2 separate regions of the Macaca mulatta genome follow, and region 1 is linked to region 2. Evidence: chromatin contacts called from public Hi-C data. All regions are on one chromosome and are shown on one strand. Each heading gives the region's core, a stretch centred on a gene start, on an enhancer-like site or on the middle of the called end of the contact. The rest is flanking DNA. Distances are from core to core; before and after follow the strand shown. Region 1 holds the start of RTN4IP1 (reticulon 4 interacting protein 1). Region 2 holds the start of CD24 (CD24 molecule).

Region 1 (5,658 bases), core at 2,103-4,602, 330 kb before region 2:
ATTTCAAGAATACTATATAAAAGTAAAATGTTTTACAGTGTTAGATTATTAAACAGCAGCCAAGAAAAGTCTAGACACAGCCATTCTGTTTAAATGAAAATGTACATGGCATGAGTTACGCATGTGCATTTAAAGAAATAAAAAGCTAACAGATCTAAATGAAGACAAAATGTAAAAATTACTCACGGATAAAATACTGCTAATTTAAGTTTGTTATCCTAAGTCAGAACAAAAAGATAAAAAGGCATAGAAATATTGGCTGAATGACAACTGCGTATGTGAAGCGCTGAAACAGGTTGACAAAGCATGGGATCTATCTTGAAAGAACTTACAATCAAAGGAGATGAAAAAACATGCTGACCATTGAGTAACTTACCACTAAAAGACATATCTTATAAAAAACTGAACTCTCTTCAAGCCTAATGTAAAAAGAATAAAGGAAAACGGCATGCTCAACTGGTAGTAGCAATTATTACTTCAAAACAAAGAATACAGATGTAGATTTCATGAGACAATCACAGTAAAGTCAATTCAATTCATTATTTTTATTTATTTTTTCTTTTGAGACGGAGTCTCACTCTATCGCCAGGCTGGAGTGCAATGGCGTGTTCTTGGCTCACTACAACCTCCGCCTTCCAGGTTCAAGCGATTCTCCTGCCTCAGTCTCCCACCAACGCAGTGAACGCCCCCCCTCCCCGCCATCCCCCCACCCCCACCCCCCGTCTCTACTAAAAATACAAAACTTAGCTGGGCGTGTCGGCGCATGTCTGTAGTCCCAGCTACTTGGGAGGCTGAGGCAGGAGAATTGTTTGAACCCGGAAGGCGGAGGCTGCAGTGAGCCAAGAACGCGCCATTGCACTCCAGCCTGGCAATAGAGCGAGATTCTGTCTCAAAAACAAACAAAAAACCCCACAAATTCTGAACTGACGAGGAAACATAACCAGACTGCCGAAGCCTGTGACGGATCTCAGAATACCACAAAGTTCCCCGGACAGAAATTTAGCTACAGAGATAAGCCGGGCGCAGTGACTAGTCTGTAATCCCAGCACTTTGGGAGGCCGAGGCAGGCGGATCACCTGAGGTCAGGAGTTGGAGACCAGCCTGACCAACATGGTGAAACCCCATCTCTACTAAAAATACAAAAAAAATTTGCCTGGCGTGGTGGCACGCGCCTGTAATCCCAGCTACTCCGGAGGCTGAGGCAGGAGAAATTTTGCTTGAACCCAGGAGGCGGAGGTTGCAGTGAGCAGGCCACTGCACTCCAGCCTGGGTGACAGAGACTCAGTCTCAAAAAAAAAAAAAAAAAAAAAAAAAAAAAAGCTACAGACACAGTTCTCAAGTCTGAACTTACATATTTAAGGACGCATGAAAACAATCAAGCTTATATTTTATCAAGACAAATGGCCAGAAAGATACCCTGGCCATTGCAATTTCAAAAATTTTGGAAATAATATTTGCAGAGGTATTGTTAAAAACCTAAATGATTCATTTGAGTTAACCAAAGAAGCGTAGTCAAATTTTTAAAAACCGCATACCTTATTAAATAATGACTTTTTTAAAAAAAGGTAATGTCTTTTGAAAACTTACTTCTCATATTAACGTCTATAGGATTTACACTGGCAGCGTGAACTTTGACAATGACTTCATTTGGATAGTGTATGATAGGTATCAGCATGTTCTGAGTGAATCGAAGTACTTCATTCTTCCCGTATTTATCTATCACCCAAGCAGGCATGATAGTGCTCCTTGGAGAGGTAGTACTAATCCTTCTAACTGAAGGCTTTTGGACAACTTTGCTTCTCCAGAAGCAAACCGCAGTGCATGCATTTCTTCTAAGTACGTAAGTCTTCAGAAATTCCATTGCAAACACTGGTTGAACGGCGTGCTCAAATTCAAATACACTTGGACTGGATCAAACTCTCACCCCTGAATTCGGTCAAATTCTGCCAAACCACCGGCTAGTTTCAAAATTAAGCATGCAAAACGGAGCATTCGAAAATGAAGCTAATCTAATGGAGAAACTGAAAGAATATGGAACTTTTATTCTGCTCTTCGCATATGAAATGCTCCAATCAACGTTCCAGTCAGTATTCTGTCTATTCTCCTCCCTCCCTTTCACCCTCTCCCCTTCTAAAAAAAAAGGGGGGGGGGATAAAAAAGCAGGTGCGCAAACCCCCTAGATCCCTGCCCTGTCCTGGGAACCTTCGGCGGGACAGGCAGACACCGCTCTCGGTCCAACGCCAGAGAATCGAACGCTTGCCGACTGCCGCCGCGACCCTGACCCGGAATCTCCTTGCCTGCCCGCTCTCCTCAGCCGCCGGGGTGGCTTTACGGCGCCAACCAATCGCCTGCAAAGATCATTTCCTCGGGCTGCAATTAAACCAATCCAAGTACTCGATGTTGAAGGGCTCAGTGACAATTAAAGATGGCTGCGGCCATGTACCATCACTAGCGACCGGTGACCTCTTTTTCCTCCTTGCCTGGCTCCTATGGTGGCAGGCTGGGCACGAGGACCATGCTGGGCCGGACCCTCCAAGAAGTGAGTGGAATTGGCTCGCTGAGGCCCCCGGGAAGGCGGAAAGTTAAGCGGACTTCGTTGACAAAGAGTCCCTGGGCTTTACCACGCATTTTGGCCCACCTCGCTGCCTTCTCTTGAACTGAGTGGGGGATAGGTACCTTTCGGTCCTTGGGATGTACTTGCCGTACCCATTCAGGAGTTAGGGCCTTAGCAGGGAAATCTCTGCACCGCGGATCTGTGGGGTGGTGAATCGGCTTCTCACCATTAGACGTTTGTTCTGGTGTGGGTCGGGCACCGGATGGTCTCGGAGTGGGCTTTGCCAGATAAAGGGGGCTTGCGGGGCCACTTCAGTCTCTCTTCTGTCCCCGACACTTAGCTGCAGTTGTCGCTAAGAAGCCCGGCGAAACTGTAGTTTGCAAAATTCAAACCAGTAATGTTTGGGCTTTTTCAAAGAATTCGTTCTCTAGGATTTACCAACCACTAAGATACCAGGGATTCCCGAACCCGTGTCTCCATTTCCTGGACGTCATGTTTGAACTCTAGGCTGTATTTGTGAACGCCTTCTGGGCAGTTCTTCTAAATGTCACGTAAGCACCCTCAAATTCACTTTAATCAGTGAAGTAATCATTGTAACAGGACTTACCTCTCAACCGCCGTCTTAAAAAACAAAAGCTCTGGTATTTCTGAATTCTTAATAGTCTATTTTTAATGGCACAAATATTCTCTCATTTGCCCTTAGATTCTTCCTCATCTTTCATATCCAGTAAATCATTAAGCCCTGTTCATTCTGTCTTGCAGATATGGCTGGAATCTGCCCTCTCACGTTATGTCTGCTGTTAAGCTTTAATTCAGGTCTTTTTACTTCCTTTTTACTTCCATCACTCAACCTTAGAACTGCCTGCAGGCCAGTTGCTATCAGAGTCACGTGAAGCACCTATTAAAACTAAAGCTATGTCCCACTCTAGACTTAATTAGATCTGTGTGGTAGGTTCAGGAGTATGGTTTAATGGGGGCTTCAGGTGATTTCTGGTAAGAAGTAGGCGCTGAGGACCTAAACTGCCTTCCATCTTCCTTTTTATTCCACCCTAGAAGTTGTCGTTTTGTTTGTTTGTTTGTTTCCCAGCTGGCAGCCTGGAATTATAATTATAGATAGCTGTAATATATAATGAGAACTTTAAATCCACAGGCTTTAAATAATAAATAGTTCCTCCCCAAAATACATTATTATTTTACCATTTTAAATTGTATCGAATCAAATTTTTTCTTTAAAAAATAAATTAATAAATGGACAACACCCAAAACTTGTTTTAAAATTAAATACAACCTATAAAAATATGGTATTTCCTTTTTCTGCCTTTTCCACTGGCAATCTAAGTAACAGAAAGAGACTCTAAAGAAAATATTTATTTTGGGGTAGCAATGCAATGGGAATATGTGTGATATAGTAAACTATGTGCCTACTCAAGGAGGTTGGGGCAAAGGATGTTTTTAAAGACAGAAAGAAAAAGATTACATAAATTATTTTGAATCAGTTATCCTTGGCCACAAGGATCAGTCACAAAGGTGGCATCAGTCCAAGGTTGAATGGCCAGTTGCTGGACAGACATCCTTACAGAAGTACTTGTGTGTGTGGAAGGTTGCAATGGCCTCTGTGCAAGGTTGTGTTTTTTGCAGTCTTATGATTGTTGTTTTTTAAAAAATTTTAATGGGTACATAGTAGTTGTACGTATTTATGGGGCACATGAGATATTTTGATATAGGCATACAATGCATAGTAATCACATCAGAGTAAATGGTGTGTCCATCACCTCAAGCATTTATCATTTCTTTGTGTTACAAACATTCCAGTTATACTCTTTTAGTTATTTTTAAATGTACAATAAATTATTGTTGACTGTAATCACCCACTGTGCTATCAAATACTGTATCTTATTCATTCTGTCTAACTATATTTTTGTACCCATTACCCATCCCCACTTCCCACCCCTACTACTACCCTTTCTAGCTTCTGGTAACCATCATTCTACTCTACCTCCACGAGATCAATTGTTTTAATTTTTAACTCCCACAAATAGGTGAGAACATGGGATTTTGTCTTTCTGTGCATGGCTTATTTCACTTAACATAATGCCCTCCAGTTCCATCCATGTTGTTGCAAATGACAGGCTCTCATTCTTTTTATGGCTGAATAGTACTCCATTGTGTACATGTAGGACATTTTCTCTATCCATTCATCTGTTGGTAGATACTTAGGTTGCTTTCAAATCTTGGCTATTGTGAATAGTGCTGCAAGAAACATGAGAGAGCAGATATGTCTTTGCTATGTTGATTTTCTTTCCTTTAGGTGCGTATATACCTAGCAGTGAGATTGCTGGATCATATGGTTGTGCTATTTTTTTTAATTTATTTTTAATTTTTTTTTTTTAGAGACAGGGTCTCACTGTGTTGGCCAGGTTGGTCTTGAATTATTGGCCTCAAGCAATCCTCCTCTCTCAGCCTCCCAAAGTGCTAGGATTACAGCTGTGAGCCACTGTGCCCAACCAGTAGTTCTATTTTTAGGTTTTTGAGGAACCTCCATACTATTCTCCATAGTGGCTGTAGTAATTTACATTTCAACCAACTTTTCTCTATCCTCACCAGCATTCATTATTGCCTGTCTTTTGGAAGAAGCCATTTTAAGTGGAGTGAGATGATACCTCATTGTAGTTTTGATTTGCAGTTCTCTAATGATCAGTGATGTTGAGCACGTTTTCATATACCGGTTTGCCATTTATATGTCTTTCTTTTGAGAAATGTCTATTCTGATCTTTTGCCCATTTTTAATTTGATTATTGGATTTTTTTTTCCTGTTGAGTTTTTTGAACTCCTTATATACTTCGGTTATCAATCCCTTGTCAGCTGGAGTGTGATAGTTCTTCTTATCAGGCATTCGTGCATGAGAACCCTCTCTTCTTGACCTTCCTTGACTCCATTAGTCAGGATTTTAACACAAGTGACTCTATTTTGATTTTGACAACTGTCATAGCTCCTTAAGTGCTACCTTTTTTAGTGCTACTTCTCTCTGGTGTCATTGAGTGAGCCATAATGAAAAACAACTTTTGCGTCATGGGGGAAAAAGAACTATTCAGGAGAGCTGACCC
Region 2 (5,056 bases), core at 1,712-4,211:
TTGGGGTAGTCGAAGTATTCTGGGAGGAGTTACTTGAAAGTGGTGCAGAAGTCGTTACAGTGGAATAAATCTAAAATACATAAAAAGTTACATGGATAAATTTCCACATCACAGCTACCTCCGCATACTCTAATATAAAATTAAAGTAGGTGATATATTCTTAGATTGCTCTCTTACCATTGTTCTCTTACCCAACATCATTAAATTGTAAATTCTTGCTCAGCCCACCAAGGTCATTCTCTTTAGTTTCAAAGCAAACTACCTAGAGATGCCTCAAAAATGCCAAGTGGCAACAAGAACAAAAAAGTTATTCAATAACTATAACTCCTGTTTTTATTTCTTTGCAAAGGAAAAAAGGACCAAGTTAACTAATTCGGTTTCCGAGATTATATTGACTTAATGGCATTGCAATAAGGTCTATTTTCGCAGAAAGGGAGAGATTTTAAAGTTGCACAAAAAAATGGGGATTTTTAAATATTGTAACTGAGACTTACGGAACTAGAATTAATTGGGTCTGTGTCTATCCTGGATTTGCTAGGTAACTTTCACATACTCATTTAATACAGCCTTGGAAACTTAGCCTTTTCCTTAAGGGGGGAACTGCAGTCTTATCTTCTCCCTTGAAATTTGAAATAATTCTTCTAAAAAATGGCCACAATATTTGTGTTAAATTGAAAGAGAAAATGAGTCTTTCCTTTAAGGCAGAATGACTTCAAGAAAACACCATGAGGTCGGAACGATTTCACAAAAGACAGCGAGAGGGTATGGTGTTAAGTTTCACCAGCAGCAGCCTCACTGGTCACTAAGCTCAGTGCTGTGGCCAAGAACCAAGGTTCTCCCAGTGTCCCAGCGTCTGAGTGGCATCATTCACCACTGATTTTTCAAGCCACGAAATGCACAGTCCAGTAGGGCACGTGATAATCTCTCCTTTGTCATGGAACAAAGGCAGATCGGAGTTTTCAGCCCTCACTGCAAGGGAGGGTTTACAAGGGCTTCTGATTACAGGCGGGAGGGAGGACGTGGCACCAGGCAAGAGTCTGGGCCCCATGTACATTTGGCTGCCTATTAATCCAAAGATAAAGCCCTCCTACATCAGCACCAGCTCCTTTTGTTGTAAATCCATAAAGTCATTAAACAAATATTGACTAAAGAAATGTACAAATTCTATCCAAAATAGATTAGTGACAACAACAAAAAAATCTGTATCAAGTCCAATTTATTTATTGGGCACCTACTGTGTGCAAGATTTAGTGTGTCCCATCAGGAAACGGCACTCCCAATAAAGAAAAGCATTAATATGGTAATTTACTTAAAACAGGGTGCCTGTTTTGGACACCTTGTTTGGGATCCCTGAAAGTAACCTGTTCTTTATTCATACAATTAGTTTTAGTGCTGCAGGTGATATTTTCTTTTTAAAACCCGGTGTATCAATCTGAGGATCTAAAGATCCTCTACACCAACAAAAATTTATTAAACGGACACTAAACAAAATTTTCTCTCCGAAGCTAGATTTATTCGCATTATTAAAACTTCTCACTTACAATGTTGGAGGAAAAAATCTGGTCGGAGAGAAGATGGGGCGGGGAGTAGAGGGGGCCGGTTTCTCGCGGCCGCGCCCCTCCCCCATCAAAGAATTGAGGAGGGCTCGGGAGCGCAGCGGACTGGGAGGAAGACAATAGGGTACGGTTACCCGGCCCGCGGTGGGGAAGAGCGCTGCACATTTTCAGGCTGCACTCCCACGTGAGCCCAGACGTTCGATGTCTGGGGACGGAGGGCCCAGCGCGCCCAACTTTTGGGGGAGAAGCCCCAGAGACAGTCCTCTATTAACCCCAACCGAAGGCGCTGGAGAGCCCTCACTCCCATCCCCCAAACCCGAACTCCCCCGGACAAACGTACCTTCTTAGCCCCCGCCCCCGCTAGGGTCTCCCAGGCCCAGCCCCCGGTCTCCCTCGCCTGCACCGTGCATCCATCCACCCACGAGGCAGCGCTGCGCGGTCCCCGGTACCCGCACCCGAGGCGAGATTCCCCGGATAGAGGGTCTAGGGAGAAGGCGCTGGTAGCGGCGACCCGGACAAAGCCTGGCGGGGACTCGGGACAGAATCGTCCCACCATGCCGCCTCCCCAGAACTAGCCAATCTGGGCTAAAATAACATGGGGATCCTAAGATGACAAGCAATGGACGTGAAAGATTGCCTCGCAGAGAACGCGGCGTCAGGAGAGGGTCCCCACCTCGGCTCCAGCGCCGAACCTCCCGGGATTGGGATTTAAAAAGAGCCGGATAGCCGTAGCTTCTCCGGGATCCCCAGTCCAACTCCGAGGGTGGAGGATGGGCGTGAGCCGCCCTCCCCGAAAGGGACGGTCGCCTGTCTTTGTGTAGAGCTCGGGGAGCGCGAAGACACTCGTAGGGGGAAGCGGGTCCTCAGGGGACCCAGGGACGACGTCGCCCGGGAGCCTGAGCTCTCCAGGCGCTAATCCCTGCGGGCACCTCGGGCCTCTGGGTGAAAGTGGGAAGCAGGCACCTGGCCGCCTGGGAAGGGACAGCGTGGAACCTGGGGTGGGGCTGAGTCCTCTCAGCCCGCGCGCGGAGCTGCATTGTTCCCAGGGCCGTGGGAGGGGAGGGGGCAGCACGCAAGGGAGTGGAAAAATGGGGTCCACATGGCCCTCTCCCCTGGTCAGCTAAGCAAGATTCTCTCCCAGTCCCTGTCCGTGGCCCGAAGTATGGGCGCAGGACGGCCCCCGGGACCTGGTCCATCTCCCCCGCCCCCACCCCGGGCACGGCCCTGAGCCCCGCCGGGCGCCAGGGCCTCACCTGCGTGGGTAGGAGCAGTGCCAGCAGCAGCAGCCCCAGCCCGAGTCTGGCCACCATTGCTCTGCCCATGTCCCCTCCGTCGGTGCGCTGCGCGTCTCGCTGGATGCCGGGTACCTGAGGAACCTCTGGCTCCGGGCGGGCGCAGGAAAGGTGGGGAGCGCGGCGAGCCGGCGGGACCTTATATACCAGGACAGCCACAATAGCCGTGACGTGGCGCCGCCCGCCCACCCCGGCTCCCCTCCGCCGCCGCCCGCCGCCTCCCAGCCTTCCCCGCCCTGCTCTGGGCTCCCCAGCGCCCCCTCCCCCGCCGCCGCCACCGCCACCGCCGCCGCGGGTCCGGCCCGCGAGGGAGCTCCCCGGGCGGGCGCCGCCGCAGGTGGGCGGGCGCCGCCGGCTGCTGTTACCCGGCTGGTTTCCCCGCGCCGGCTGCGGGCAGCGGGCAGGCTGGCACAGGCGCCCAGCGACTCCACACAGGACCCGGGGCACACATGCGAGCCACACACGCCGCGCTGGGGGCCGGGCCCAAGTTTCCTTTGTTTCCCGGGACCTGCCATCTTACCCCCCAAAAGAAAAGTCCGCCCGTCCGCCGCGGCTGGGCAGCAGCTGGTCCTGGAGCAAGTGCATTGCCACCCAGACTGCAAAATGTGCCCCGGAGACCCGAGAGGGGCTGCGAATTCCAGTGCGACCCGCGTGGGGGGCGGGCGCCGGGGCTCCTCGGGCGGGGTTATCTCTCGGCCCGCCGCAGAGGAAAGGGGAACGCAGCGGGCGTGGCGGGGACGCGGGCCGGACACTCACCCTGGCAGACTGGACCCGGGCGCCGCCTAGCGCTAACCCTTCCCTGCTGGTCGGCGCGGCTCGCAGGCGGTGCCCGGGTCCGGAGCGATCTGCGCGCTCGGCCCCGCGGCCGCGCCCTCCCCGAAGCCCTTGCTTTGTTTTGTGAGCGCCTCGTGTCAGGCAGGCGCAGCGAGCTCACGGGGGCGTCCCGGGTCCGCATCCTCCCCGGAGCTGGGGAGCCTCTCGCTGGGCGCGGACCCGCTGCCGGACGCTGCAAACTACAGGGTTTCGGTCCCCCCCGCTCCTGCCTGCGGCGGGCGAGGAGGAGACGGCCCACCCTGAGGGGATCCCCTCCGCGGTCCTGAAGCCCCCACCGCCCACCCCGAGCGGCTCTGCTCCCTGGTTCTACTCAGGGGGCAGGAGCCTCCCCTCCTGGCGGTACCACTACAATTCACCGTCCTTCTCGAATTCCTGGGGATACACTTTTTCGGTCTCTGTTGCCCGTCATTCGTTTAAAGAGCAAAACCGTTCGGGTTAAAGGCATTTACTTATCCGTAGTTGCCATTAGGCAATTTAATGAACTGGCACAAAGAGGAGATTCGTCATCACTCTTTAGATTTTGGTGGAATACCTTTTTCCTATCCATCTTGTGAAAACTTTCAAGTACACAATAAAAGTTGAAGTAATTTTACTGGTGGAGTATTTTGAGTTTAAATTTTAATTGCAAGACCTAATCTTTTTATTGAAGGTTTAGCCCAAGTGTTTTTCAATCTTTAAAGCAAACAGCAGAGACCAAACCTAGTATGGTTGAAAATTTGTTTAAATTTCACTGTTGCAGAACACTCTCGTTAGTATTTTTGGTTCAATTTTTAATTGCAAGACTTGATCTTTTTATTTAAGGTTTAGCCCAAGCATTTTTCAGTCTTTAAAGCAAACCACAGAGTAGGAAGATTCTAAATTTGTTTAAATTTCACTTTTTCAGAACAGTCTCATTAAAACAAAGTAAGTTTCAGGGAAGCAAAGCGACAATGAAATCTGCAATGGGTCTGTTGACTGAATAGTGACCGAATCGGTTTGTGCCTTGAAGGTCAGTCACTTGCTCAGTAACTTTCCAAGCACGTTTAAGATGTGCTTGGGAACACAAGAATTTCTGTCGAGCACAAGTGGACTTTCCTGTTTAACAGTGTACCACATTGTATAGAAATACTTTGGCCGGGCGTGGTGGCTCACGCCTGTAATTCCAGCAGTTTAGGAGGCTGAGGCTGGCGGATCACCTGAGGTCAGGAGTTCGAGACAAACCTGACCAACATGGTGAAACCCTGTCTCTACTAAAAATACAAAATTAGCCATGCGTGGTTGCTCATACCTTGTAATCCCAGCTACTTGGGAGGCTGAGGCAGGAGAATAGCTTGAACCTGAGAGGTGGAGGTTGCAGTGAGCAGAGATCAGGCCATTGCACTCCAGCCTGGGCAA

What was found. A called contact is a pair of places that touch in the nucleus more often than the background predicts.
Region 1: a Hi-C map of fetal cortex germinal zone shows a contact between it and region 2, with 3 times the contacts expected there. The contact joins the promoter of RTN4IP1 here to the promoter of CD24 in region 2. A contact is called at or near these places in 2 of 14 Hi-C or Micro-C datasets (fetal cortex germinal zone and fetal cortical plate).

The regions. Positions count from the first base shown.
Region 1 is chr4:79,112,949-79,118,606 of T2T-MMU8v2.0, reverse strand. RTN4IP1 (reticulon 4 interacting protein 1) reads right to left here and starts at 3,352. Exons shown (of 9, transcript XM_028847305.2): 1 at 3,162-3,352. QRSL1 (glutaminyl-tRNA amidotransferase subunit QRSL1) reads left to right here and starts at 2,495. Exons shown (of 11, transcript NM_001257501.1): 1 at 2,495-2,539. The coding sequence starts at 2,516.
Region 2 is chr4:78,787,673-78,792,728 of T2T-MMU8v2.0, reverse strand. CD24 (CD24 molecule) reads right to left here and starts at 2,961. Exons shown (of 2, transcript XM_077999634.1): 1 at 2,810-2,961; 2 at 1-70. The coding sequence starts at 2,878.